2 separate regions of the Anas platyrhynchos genome follow, and region 2 is linked to region 1. Evidence: chromatin contacts called from public Hi-C data. All regions are on one chromosome and are shown on one strand. Each heading gives the region's core, a stretch centred on a gene start, on an enhancer-like site or on the middle of the called end of the contact. The rest is flanking DNA. Distances are from core to core; before and after follow the strand shown. Region 1 has its middle 37 kb from the start of KRAS. Region 2 holds the start of DNAI7 (dynein axonemal intermediate chain 7).

Region 1 (5,997 bases), core at 1,425-3,924:
CCTCCAGAGGCAGCAACACTAATTTTTGACCTTATTTTTTTTCTAAGCACTGCATCTTAAGTAATCTGTAGTTCTGCCATCCAAGTCTACCTTCTGCAGTGAGCCAGGTATCAAAATGACACAACTGGGCATGGTTTCAGACATGCCACGGCCATGCTCATTTGCCTAAATGCAGTCATGCAGCGCTATTTTAAGCACCTTAGTTTACCCTGCCCAGCCCCTGAATGGCTGCTTTACCCATCCTAGAATACCCAAAACATCCATACGAGACAGGCATGTCTGACACGCAACCCATGAGAGACCCACGCCCTTCTGGACTGGCAGGGAAGGGCTGAGAGGGATCCACACGCCTGCCCAAAATAGCATCAGGCATCCCTGCTTAGGCAGCCCCGTCCTTCCCACTGCCAGCTTCGGTGTTTGGCTGGCCTGTCTGTCCGTCCCGCTGCTCCAGCTCGTTTTCTGCATTGGTGCAGTTTTCATTTGCCAGAGGTGCACCTGGGTAGGACTGGTTATTTATTGTCTCAGCAGGATTTGTTTCAAAGTAATGTGCAAAGTGGTGTTTAATAAAGTTCGGGATAACCTGGCACCCGCAAGAGCACAGAGCAGTACAGAAATGCCAGAAGTAATATAGGGTTTGATAGGACTTGGCTGGCTTCATGGTGTGACTGCTCCCAGATCACAAGCCTGGACCTTTATGGATCTGCATCCTGTGCAGTTATTTATTATAGTATAAAACAGGTCTAAGTGTTAGCAGGCAGATTTAGAAGTAATTTGCAGCAAATTTACACCAGAATAAATTACTGTAGAGCCATGCTATCTGTCGTTCCTTTAAATCTACTATCACAGCAAAATCTTCCTGCCTTAGTGTTCTGTGTTTTCTCAATGTCGGGCTCCAGCTATATTTGCCTTCTGGAGGAAAACTGGAGATGTGATGACTGCACTACTTGTGCAAACACACCTCGCCACACCACCAAGCCGATGCTGCAGTGCTGCAAACAGCCCCGGTGGCACGCTGCAGCCTTGCTGGGGCTGTCGCACATTGGCAGAGCAGGGCAAGGTGGGAGCTACAGCCCTTCCCTGAGTGCTGCATGCACCGTCACCTCCGTCATTGATGGCCTCTTGCGAATCAAAACTGCTTCTTTAGGATGCAGCAATGGCTTGCTTTGGCAGACAAGAACTACAGTGTATGGGCTTCTCTCCCTGCCAGCCGAAATGGCAAAGCCAGGGCAGGGAAAAAAGTGCAGGCAGAAGACACGAGCTGCTGCCAGAAGTTGCACATACACAGTGGTGCACCCATTTTCTGCCTTTTTTCAGAGCCATACCATGTCAGTCAGCAGTACAACTCCGACTTGTGGCCTGCAGTTGTCAATTCTCTTTTTCTTTCCTTTTTCTTTTCACTCTGCTTCCTTCCTTCTCTCACTGAACAAGCCCTCCGATGGCCCATCCAGCTTGGCTGCGGTGTGTCCAGGTTGTGGCGGCAGCAGCCGCTCAGCTGCTGCACGGTGCTGCGCATGTCTGGATGTGTTTAAATAAAGCTGTGTTTAATTACAGCTGCTCAAAAATTAAAAGTGAATTTAAGATCATGCTCAAAACCACATCAGCTCCTCAGGCAGATCTGGGTCAGCACAGCTGGAGTGAAATTGCCAGGAAGTGCAGCACGCAGGTGGGGAGCGTGCTGACTCCTTTGGTGCGGCAATGCTGTCGACACCGAGAGTGCAGAAATCCTGAGCTCCACTGTTTGTGCAGCAACGTTCTGGCATGTTTTGCACCAGAATTTTATTGTTTTCTCCCTGCCCCTCTTCCCTTTTAGCTGCCCTCGTTTGTCTTCCTGCCTGGACACAAGATCCAGAAGTGTCCCCCTTACCTTCAGGGAAAGCCAAGATGCTCTTACAAGCACACGAGGTAGGTGCCATAAGTCTGAGGAAAACACTGGATATCTGAGCCCTGTGATGAATTCCCACATTCTGACAATTCCCAGTCACTTTGCTAAGTGCTAAGAAGATGAAAATAAAAGGCAAGCACCTGCACCCCCGCCTACTTTGGCCTGAGGAATTCAGCAGCACAGGGAGTGCTCCTTCAGTGGGTGACGGAGGGAGGGCCTGTGCCCAGCAGAGAAACAGGGGCAGCGGTGGAAATTCTGGGAGTTGTCGAGATTCCAGACCTTTGCGCAAAGGAATCTCAGCGTTTTCTCACATTATTTCTCACAGGAGCAGCGCTCCTCACACAGGGGCCGCATTTTGCTCCTGCAAAGCACCCTCATGATCTTTCACACAGCTACTGCTTCCAGAGTGGGGCTTCTTTGTCAGGGGTGATGGGGCTGCCCCGGTGAAGGCCCAGCACCCAGTGCTACATGAAGCAGCTCTGTGCTGCGGGAAGCGGGTGCTGGCAGCATCCTGCACGGATGTCCTGGGCTTCCCCCTCTCGCCCCGCTGCCTCCGGCACTTCCAGCTCCACGCTCCCTCCCCTCGTTGTCAGCCACTGACCCTAGCATGACACACTACTGACGTCCACAGTTTCAAGGGCCTTGTTTGTCTTTCCCACCCCACCTAATTCCAGAAATATGCCAGCGGGAGCGCGAAATGTGCTCCTTTCAGCCCGGCTCTGAACCCTCTGCACGCTGTTTGCTGGAGGAGGCAGGGTGGTGCTTTCTGGCCTCCTCTCGCGGCCAGCTGCACACCCCACGCGGAGCCAGGGACTCAAGCAGCCTCAGACACACTGACACAGCTTGAGCATTTGCTGGTAACGTGCAAAAGCGATAAAATGCAATGAGCCATGCAGGGCAGCACAATGCAACATGAAGCTGCACAGAGCAGTGCTGGGCAAAGCAAGGCACGGCAAGGCAGTGCAGTGCAGCACAATAGAATGCAATGTGATGCAGTGCAGTGCAGTGCAGTGCCGTGCAGTGCCGTGCCGTGCCGCGCCGTGCAGCGAGCCAAGCGCCAGGCGCCGCCGCCCCGGCGGGAAATGGGTCACGGCGCGCTTGCACAACTCGCGCCCCGCCCCCACGTGACCCGGAGGCCCCGCCTCCTGCATATGCAAATCAGCCGGGCGGCGACGGCCAATGGGGAGGCGGCTGGTGCCGTTGTATTTATAGACGCTATTTAAAGAGCCCCTGGGAGGTGCCGCACAGCGCTGGGCGGCGGCGGCGGCGGTGGCGGCGGGGCACGTGCGATCGGGAGGGGGCGGGGGGGCTGCCCGCGAGCCGTTGGAGCCGTTACGGCCGTTACAGCCGTTGAGGTGCGCCCGGCCGCCCCGCAGCGCGAGGTGCCGAGGCTGAAACAGTCCGGGCGCTCTCAGTTCAAAAAATAAAGTCGCTTCTGTCAGGGCTGGCTTGTGGGTCCGGGTTGCTTTTCCGTTCTATTTTTCGTTGTTGTTTTATTGGGACTTTGCGCCCAGGTGTGGCGCCTTAGGAGTGCCTGAGGTCCCGGGGCTGGTGCGTGCGTCTGCTCCAGGCGGTAACGAAGCGGCAGGGTTTTGTAACCGCCTCGCGCTGACATAAGCGGTGAGGTAAGGCGGCGGTGACTCCGAGCCCGTCTCGCAAGCCTGCCCTTACACGAGTCCTCTCTGAGGAAATGGGACCCGAGGAGTCCCCTGTCAGAATGCACAGGCTTGCTGAGAGTCACCGAGTTGCTGCTCTTTCCAGTACAATTTCCCCCTTGTGCAGTGTTGGATTCACAGCATCCAGCGCTGTTGAAATCAGTAGCGTTTACCCCTTTGCTCAGAGACCCAGCCCTCTGTAGCTGTGCGTGTCTTCATGCAGACCCACCGCACATGGCTGCTTGCCTCACGATACCGTTGAGCACTGACTGTAATAAGAATTGCAAATGTCTCTTTTTGTGCTTTAAAAAAAGCCTCAGCAACATGCCTTTTGGCAAGGCAGCACGCTCACTGCTAGTGGGTTTGAGAGGAGATGCTTTAGTTCTTAAGGTTAGGCACACTTCCCACCAGAGGCAGGCGGATAGGTTTCCCTCTGGCTTTTATTAGCAACCAGGAAAGAAAGAAGGAAACAAAACAAACAAACAAACAAAAAAGCATTAAAATAAATAAGTAAATAGCACACACACACACACACCGAACCTACCTCTGTGTAGAGCTGACTGACTGCAGGACTCCCAATAGCCTGAAATTTGTGCTGCTAGTTCCCAACAAACAATTTACCTCAATGGTACTGTGAGTGTGCAGATTGACTTGACCCCTGTTTATCAGCGCATGGCAGTAGTTTCCAGGATAAAGCGTAAGTGGATCTGGGAAAGGGAAAGACGCTGTGAGTAAATCAGTAAAAAGAGCAACAGATTTCTCATTCTTGTGCTCTTAAAAGTAAATCATTCAATCCATTCAATCAGCACAAAGACTTGCTGATTTTAGCAGTCTTTGGGTCAGGCCCTTGCAGAACCTGTATGCTAAAATGCTGTGGTGGGTAAGTACGTCTTACAAGGCTTTTTGAAATGCTCAGGCTGCCAATTTCCTTTTTTGTTAAGGATCTCATCACTGCCACAGTGGGAGAGAAGACGAAACATATTTCATAGATGGAATGTGCTTCAAGCGAGCAGTTTCACTTGGGTTGTGGCTTTTTTCTGTTTATTCTAACCCTGCTACTTGCACTGTTGTTGGCATCCACTTGAAAATGACTGTGATGTCTACATTCAGTTTTAAAGCTGTGGGTTTTAATACACTCTGCAGTTTAAGTGAATTTACAGAAATTTATGTAGTGAACTTCTTGACCGTTTCAGTGTATGACATTGCCTCAGCCAGTAGTGCTGTGGCTTCTTCCTGCTCTGAATTGCATTTCACAATAAATGAAAGCGCAAACCAGCCAGATCCAAAAAGTTAAACTTGTGGAGTGTCACTGGCAAGCACCATCTGCCTAGCAGTCAACGTCTTGGTCACTAATACAAAGGATTCTCAGCCCCCACCCCTCGACTCTGTACGTACAAAGAAACAAACCACTTCCAGATTTAAAATGATCAGATACCGGAGGTGGGTGGGAGGATGGAGGCTTTTGTGAGCACAGAAGCTTTCACGTGATGGGGCTGGGGAGCAGGGACAGCCGCGCTTAGCAGTCCCCTGTGGCTACTGAGCAGAAGGCTCATCCTGAGGGGCAGGATCAGGTGGAGAGGCAGGGCGTGAGCTGGCAGAGGAGAGGAAAACAAGCCCCATCTGTACCGTGTAGCCTGTGAAGAGTTCCTGCCTTGCTGGAAGGTTCGTACATTTCAATCCAGCAACCCCCAGCGTGTGCTGTCAGGGGCTCACGCTTGTCACTTAGCAGCCTGAGCTGGGGTGCAGTGCTGAAATCCCTCTCTCTTACGCCTACTTACCTGTGTTTATTTGTCTGCCTGTTGTTATACTGAAGACTCAATCTAGTTATCAGCTCTGATTCAATTTGGGGGATTTTTTTTGAATTTTTTTTTATCACTACCCCTGAAAGCTGAGTATCATCAATGTAGCCTCGGGCTATCAGCGTCCTGTCACCAGGCGTGCAACAGCCCCATGGGTACAAAATCCCCCCCGAGCTTTGCGAACAGAATACAGCCGGTTACCATAATTGTGTCCACACTGGCACTTGTGCCAATGAACCTCTTTGATGGAGATACTGAACATGAATGAAGTAATTACAGCATTCGTAACTACTTGTGTTTTGTTTCCTTGCAAATGTTTCTCAAAGGCCTGAGTTAGGGATTCTCTCAGTGTGGAAATGGTCTGTCTTGGGCTTCGTTGGCAGGATTAAAGCAGTGCGGAGCCTGTGGCACAGTTACTGTTACGCCGGTGTTTCCTATTCATAGTTACTTTCATAGATCAACACAAAATAAACCCAACTCTTTGCAGTTGGTGGCTATGTGGCAGGGACTGTGGCTGCAATGGCTTTTTGGCGCCAGGAGGGATCCGACCCATTGCTGCCCTTTGCTACCAGTCATGATGGTGGGGGACCTTGCTCCGGCCCTGACTCTTGCTGTCTCCTGCTTGAAGCTGGCCCAATTCACTGACACAGCAGAAGACTAG
Region 2 (5,819 bases), core at 359-2,858, 66 kb after region 1:
TTGTAAAGGAGTTAGTAAATTATATGGGAATACTTCTTCAAATCAACATGGTGCTACAAACTGAAGCACATACTTCATCTTAAGGTAGCATACCTTCTAATTGGCCTTATTTATTTATTTTTTTACTTTTCTGGACTTTATGCAGGTATAGACTGTTGCTATTGTCAGCAGTTCTACTGCAGTGAGTACTTACCTATATTTCAAAGATTATTTCTGTTCCATCTCCAGTGTAATTTAGTTCTGTGGGGAAAAAAAAACGAAAACAACCACACCACAGTATATACAGAGTAACAGTTATGGCACAAGTTTGTGCTAGCTGAGCCAAAGTCTACAAAGAATTAGCTGTGGATCAAACAGCCAGGGTCAAACTTCTCTTCCAGAGGAGAGGATCAAGTTCTAAACTCCTGCTACAGGAGTTATGCAACCTCAGAAATCAGCAGTAGGCGCAGGAATTGTCTGTAGGATCTAAGTACTTAAACCGTTGTTGTTCTACTCCATCCCCTTCCCAGAGTGTTCTCTGTAATGCTACCTCTGTTAGCCTGCTGAAGGGAGTCTTGCACATGAAGCAGATGTAGCTAAAACTTTTGAGAACTTCCTCCCTTTCAAGCAGGTGCTCAGTTACGGTGGCAATGATGCTTTAAATGTACAAGCCTTGAAAAAGCAGATTAATCCTCTAAGTAACAAGAGGCATGCAGCATCTCAAATAATCAGCATTCCAACACTCAGCTGATCACCAGCTAACTGTTCAGCACATACACTGAAATATAACAGAAGCACATTGCCGCTGCTCCCTGCAGAACTATTTTCATACGTGAAGTTTCAGATCAAGGAGGTCAAAGCTACTCAAGAAGAACCTGCTACCCACACAATACGACCCCCTGATCTTTCAAGCACCTACTTAAGGGTAAGCAAAGTCATAATTTGTACTTCAGACGGGTTGGAAGGGTCTACATTTCTTTTGAGGTTACAGTTCTTTTATTGATTGCTTTTATGGATTTGTAGCATTACATAGTCATTAATACCGGTTACTCCTTGTCATCATAGTAGCGCTGTTTCATTGCTCTGTATTTTCTGAGGAAGTACAAAGCCTCCAACTCTTTTATCACAAATTCTCCTCGGGCAATTAGCTGTTTGATTTTTTCGGGATCTTTCACATCTTTATTTTTTAGAAAAGCTGCTTTCAAACGGCTTCTAAAGTAGTCTGCTCCCTTGGGGTACTCCCTTCCGAGGTACAGCAGCTTGAGGGAAGAAGAAAAAACTCCTTTTAGACAGGCTTCCAGTTAACAGGGCTTTGTCCGGTTAAGCTCGGCGCATGTAAAGCACTTACGTTTTTGTAAAGATTCAGCACTTCCCCTCGTAACGAGCTGGCCATTCTCCCATTTCCCCGAACTCTGCAGCCCTGCGTGATTGCTTGCGTCTTTAATTTACCTGAAGAACAATCAGTTTGCTGTTAGCCTTCTGTGGAAGTCCGTAAATCCCGGTCCAGCCTCCTGTAAGCCATTACGGTTTGGCCGTTTACAGTTCTTACCCAGACGGGGCTATTTGCGGGGGCACTTACTGGGTCCCCCGGTGCGGAGGGGAAGGTCAGGGGCTCCCCGGCCGCGCGCCCTGTCGTAACAGCGCGCCGCTTCACGGCAGGGCCGCACGGCGCGGCACCGCCCCGCCGCTGGGCGCCGCCGTCACCCCGGCAACGCGGCGGAGACATGGTGAGGGCGGGCGGCCTGCTCTTCGTGTCGCCCCCTGTCGCGCCATCTCTCCGCCTGTCGCCGACTGCGGACGGCCCTGAGCAGCCTCGGCTGCCGCGGGGTGTCCCCGTGAGGGAAGGGGGTCAGGCCGTGGTGGTCGCGGCGCGGCGCGGGTTATCGTTGGGGCTGTCGGCAGCGCCAGGTGGCCGGCTCAGAAACCGCTGAAAGCCTCTTGCTTTTGGACTAAAATAGTGCTCTGGGCTAAGCTGCCTGCTTGGTGCGTGTCTAACAGGAATATACAGCTGTAGCCCGAGAGTTAATTATGCTGGGCTGGAATCGTGTTAGCAGCGAATTGTCCCCGATACTGAAATTATCATCCATTCTTGGCAGGCAGTCTCAGCGTGCTTTACAGAGTAACTGGCTTTTCTAATGATTTGTGATGTTCTATACCCTGATCTCTGATGCTTTTTTTTTTTTTTTTCCTTCCCTCAACTTCTAGGGTCCAAAAAAGAATAAAAAGGTGGGTAGGTAAAGTTATGCTCTATTTCATATAAAACACTTCGGACCTTGCAGTGCTCATTTCAGTGGTGTGCTGTTATTTCCTGTTGTTTTGTAAATTCAGTGAGTAAAATGTCTAAGTGTTTCATGCTGAAATTAAAGTAAGCATCAGATATTTTTGAACTTTACATCAACAAAATATTTTTAAGCTGTTCTGCAATAATAAAGGTGCTGTGACAATAGTATGCTCTTTAAAATTGATTTATTTCTTTTTTGAACCCTATTTCCTGGCCAGTTGGTCAGATGGAAAGAGGGTCAGGTGCCTCCGTGACACTCCGCATGTGCACATTGCACAAGGAGGCGGCGTAGCACACCTGCTGAACTGCTAAGGAAGAGGGGGCAAATTTGGCCCAGGTACAGCATTTGTCTTGGTACTTGATGGCAGGGCAGCAAGCCGGTGTCCTGGCTTTCAGGCCACTGAGCTTGATGCATAGGGGGGATGGACAACAGACAGAAGTCCACAGGAGGTGGGATTTTGTTAGTTCGTGTCCATTGCTCATTCTCAGTTGCAATGAAAATGAAACTATACCCACCCCCAGAAAGAACACATCCAAATGTGTTCTTTGGGGAATTGCACATCTCACATTTGTCAGTACTAGATTAAGTCATAAGATTGTGAAAGCAAGTTGACTAAAAGTGATTATAAGTAATTGAAGCAAGATGATCTTTTCATTTTCACTGGAAGGAAAGATATTTGGATTTTATTTTATTTTATTTTATTTTATTTTATTTTATTTCAATTGGAAGGAACTGACCCTTCTATGAAATTGCAAAAGGTAGAATCACGTTTTTTGTTGACTGTTGTAGAAGAGTTTTTGCAAATAAATGTTTTGGTAACAAATACGGCAAGATGTGATGCTAACTGCTGACTGTATGTTTGTTGTTGGAACTAAACTTTCACCATTGTTTTTGTTCAAGCTTCATGGTAAACTTTGTGTTCAAAACTATGTTTGTGCATTTATTTATTGCTGTGCAAAGTAATATAAATTGAGTAGCTTTCCAAGCAGTTATTTGTTTCTGAAAATATACTTGTCAAAATCAAAGCGCGACATTACAGTATTGAGGACACACTTTCTGTGTGCTGAATGACAAAGGTGTTCCTTGTTTATGTCTTAAATAAATTGGTTTGCTTTTAACAATATTTACCATACTAAAAGAATACTCAGGTGGAATGGGTGGAAAGAGTTCATGTGCCATCGTGTTCATTTGCAGGTGTTTGGACTTAAGTTTTCATTTGGTCTTCCTCCCTGTTAGTGGTGTTGGATCTCTTTCTCTATTTCTCTGTTTACACCTCTGCAAGAAGGGTGCTGTGCTGATCTGGTACAATTCTGCACCCATTTCTCAGCTGAAAAGGAGAATTGCATTCCTAATAGATACCTTTGGTCCTTAGGTCTCCTGTACATTGTGATACCATCCAAGTATATTCACTTGCTGATGCTTTGGATGACAGTCATACTGGTTTAGGCATTTTACCTTCCCAGATTGAATCCTTGTAAGCCCTTGTCTCTCACCAGTGAGTATGAGGATTTAGGATCCTAATTTCAGCTCTCGAAAATACAACATCAAGGTCAGATGTCTAAATAGATGATGTGTCTCCTTTTTCACATTACCACATCTACTGAACTCATTTACATTCCATATTTTCTCTGCTTTGAAAAATTAAATGCATGATTTCATTTAATTTCTTTTCAGTGGCGTTTCAGCAGCAGAATGCCATTGTTCAGCCAGTACACAAAACACAAGTCATTTGTCTTCCTGCTATCTTGTATTTTGTCATCTGTAGCTTTGCTTTCAACCTTTGTTTAGCCTGCTGTCACTCCTTGTTTTCTCCATACATTGGACACTATGCAGAATACTCTTTCTTTTCCTCACGTATGCAAAAAAAAAAATCTGCTCCACTAAAGCAATACTGTTGGCTGTGAATTCATATTGCAGTTCACTATGAGGTCAGCTTCCTTGTTTTCACAAGCTCCATGTACTTGCTTTGATTTACTTCTTGGTCCATCTTTCTCTTTCATCTCTGATAGTAGTCTCTTTGTTTTTTTTTCTTTTTTCTTTTTTTATTTTCTTTTTGTTTTGTGTGTGTGTATGGTTCTTGTTTGTTTGTTAATTGTGTTGTTTTCAGGCCTTGTCTTTGCAGCATCTGCCTTCAGGAGCAGCCCTCCTCCATGGTATCATTCCATCAACCCCAGCTGGAATCAAGCCACACTAACTGCAGTGTATTATATGCAATGGCAGCATTTGCCTGTGTACACCCTGAGTAAAACTGAATAAATATAATTGGATTTTACTAAATATGCACTTGTTGAGGGTTATAACTCTAGGCTGCATTTGCTACTGCATCAATAGGAAATCAGTATTTTCCTTGTGTGTCTTTAAATGCAGTTTTATAGTGACGTTGCTGATCCTACACGTTTGATTGAACACTATAAGACTGTGTCAACATAAAGTACTTTAAAAAAATCATCCAAGAATCTGAATTTTTGCTGGAGAGGGAAAAAAAAAGTGAGGGGCCATTAATATCTTCATGCTGAGGGAGAATTACGCTTTACATATAGCTATTCAAGTCTCTAGAAGACAGCTTGGCTTTGTGCATATTATTACATTTTTATATATCTTTATAAATCAGTGAGGTATCAATGAGACCTATGAATTACAGGGCAAAAATAAGTGTTCCCTTTTGGTTACATGACTGTAGGTTATGTGTGGTGTTTACCTTGTCTTTTATTATTGAAATGTTCTTCATGCAAAGATTTGATAATTTCTGAGAAACATAAACTTAGTATATTATTATTTTAGGATTAGCCTAGAGGTTAGTGCTGGTTGGAGCAGTTAACTGTTTTGAGTTGCAGTTTAGGTTTTATAACAGTAGAGAGAGCTCTGTTGTTTTGTGGTTTAGATGCTTCTAAATACAAGACTTGCCAATGTCCCAAAATGCATTTCCTAGAAGTATCTTAAGATGTTTGAAGTTGTAACATCTCCTTTCTTATCAGATCTACTTGTTATTCCGTTTCCACATTCAAAATAATATTCCTGTGTTCAGGAATGCCTAGCACAGAATGATCCATTACGTATAAGAGCATATATTACATCATGAAATGTAAAGAAAAATGGAGAGTGGGATGTATATTGCCATTTTAGGGCATCAATGGCAGTCTAAAATCTTAATTTGGATTCAAGGAACACATTAAAAGAGCTCAGGTTACAGAGGGTGAACACCTCCCCAGATGTATGAAAGTAATACTGACATTTGTTTTCTTTTAATTTGTTGCAAAGAAAAAGTCCAGTGGCAAAGAAAAAGCTGAAAAACTGAGATTACAGAAAGAAGAGGAAGAAAGGAGGCTGAAAGAGGAAGGTACTATGTACTTCATTTACAGGGGAAGTGATGGTACAAATCATTTATTTTAATTAGACAAAAAGTAATACACCTAACTGTATGGGCACTGTTATCAATGTATTGCACAAATACAAGTTATTCATCTCTCTTCTCTTCTGTGGGACAAATTCTGTGTTACTTGTTACTGCTGCCCACATCTCACTTTCCTATTACAGCCACACTTTTTCCTTTAGTTATTT

The links. A called contact is a pair of places that touch in the nucleus more often than the background predicts.
Region 2: a contact with region 1 is called in a Hi-C map of subcutaneous adipose tissue, with 1.8 times the contacts expected there. The contact joins the promoter of DNAI7 here to the enhancer-like site in region 1. A contact is called at or near these places in 2 of 8 Hi-C or Micro-C datasets (liver and subcutaneous adipose tissue).

What each region holds. Positions count from the first base shown.
Region 1 is chr1:75,711,752-75,717,748 of IASCAAS_PekinDuck_T2T, forward strand. No RefSeq gene overlaps it. Among named protein-coding and RNA genes, the nearest start is that of KRAS, 37 kb to the right of the region's middle. Within about 2 kb of position 2,675, at least 7 of the 8 cell types and tissues checked have an H3K27ac peak or open chromatin away from gene starts, as enhancers often do. A contact at or near this core is called in subcutaneous adipose tissue, where this site is marked.
Region 2 is chr1:75,778,752-75,784,570 of IASCAAS_PekinDuck_T2T, forward strand. It overlaps DNAI7 (dynein axonemal intermediate chain 7), which reads left to right and starts at 1,609. Exons shown (of 16, transcript XM_027450000.2): 1 at 1,609-1,706; 2 at 2,185-2,205; 3 at 5,520-5,598. The coding sequence starts at 1,704. ETFRF1 (electron transfer flavoprotein regulatory factor 1) reads right to left here and starts at 1,689. Exons shown (of 7, transcript XR_011811217.1): 1 at 1,559-1,689; 2 at 1,328-1,428; 3 at 1,023-1,238; 4 at 194-240.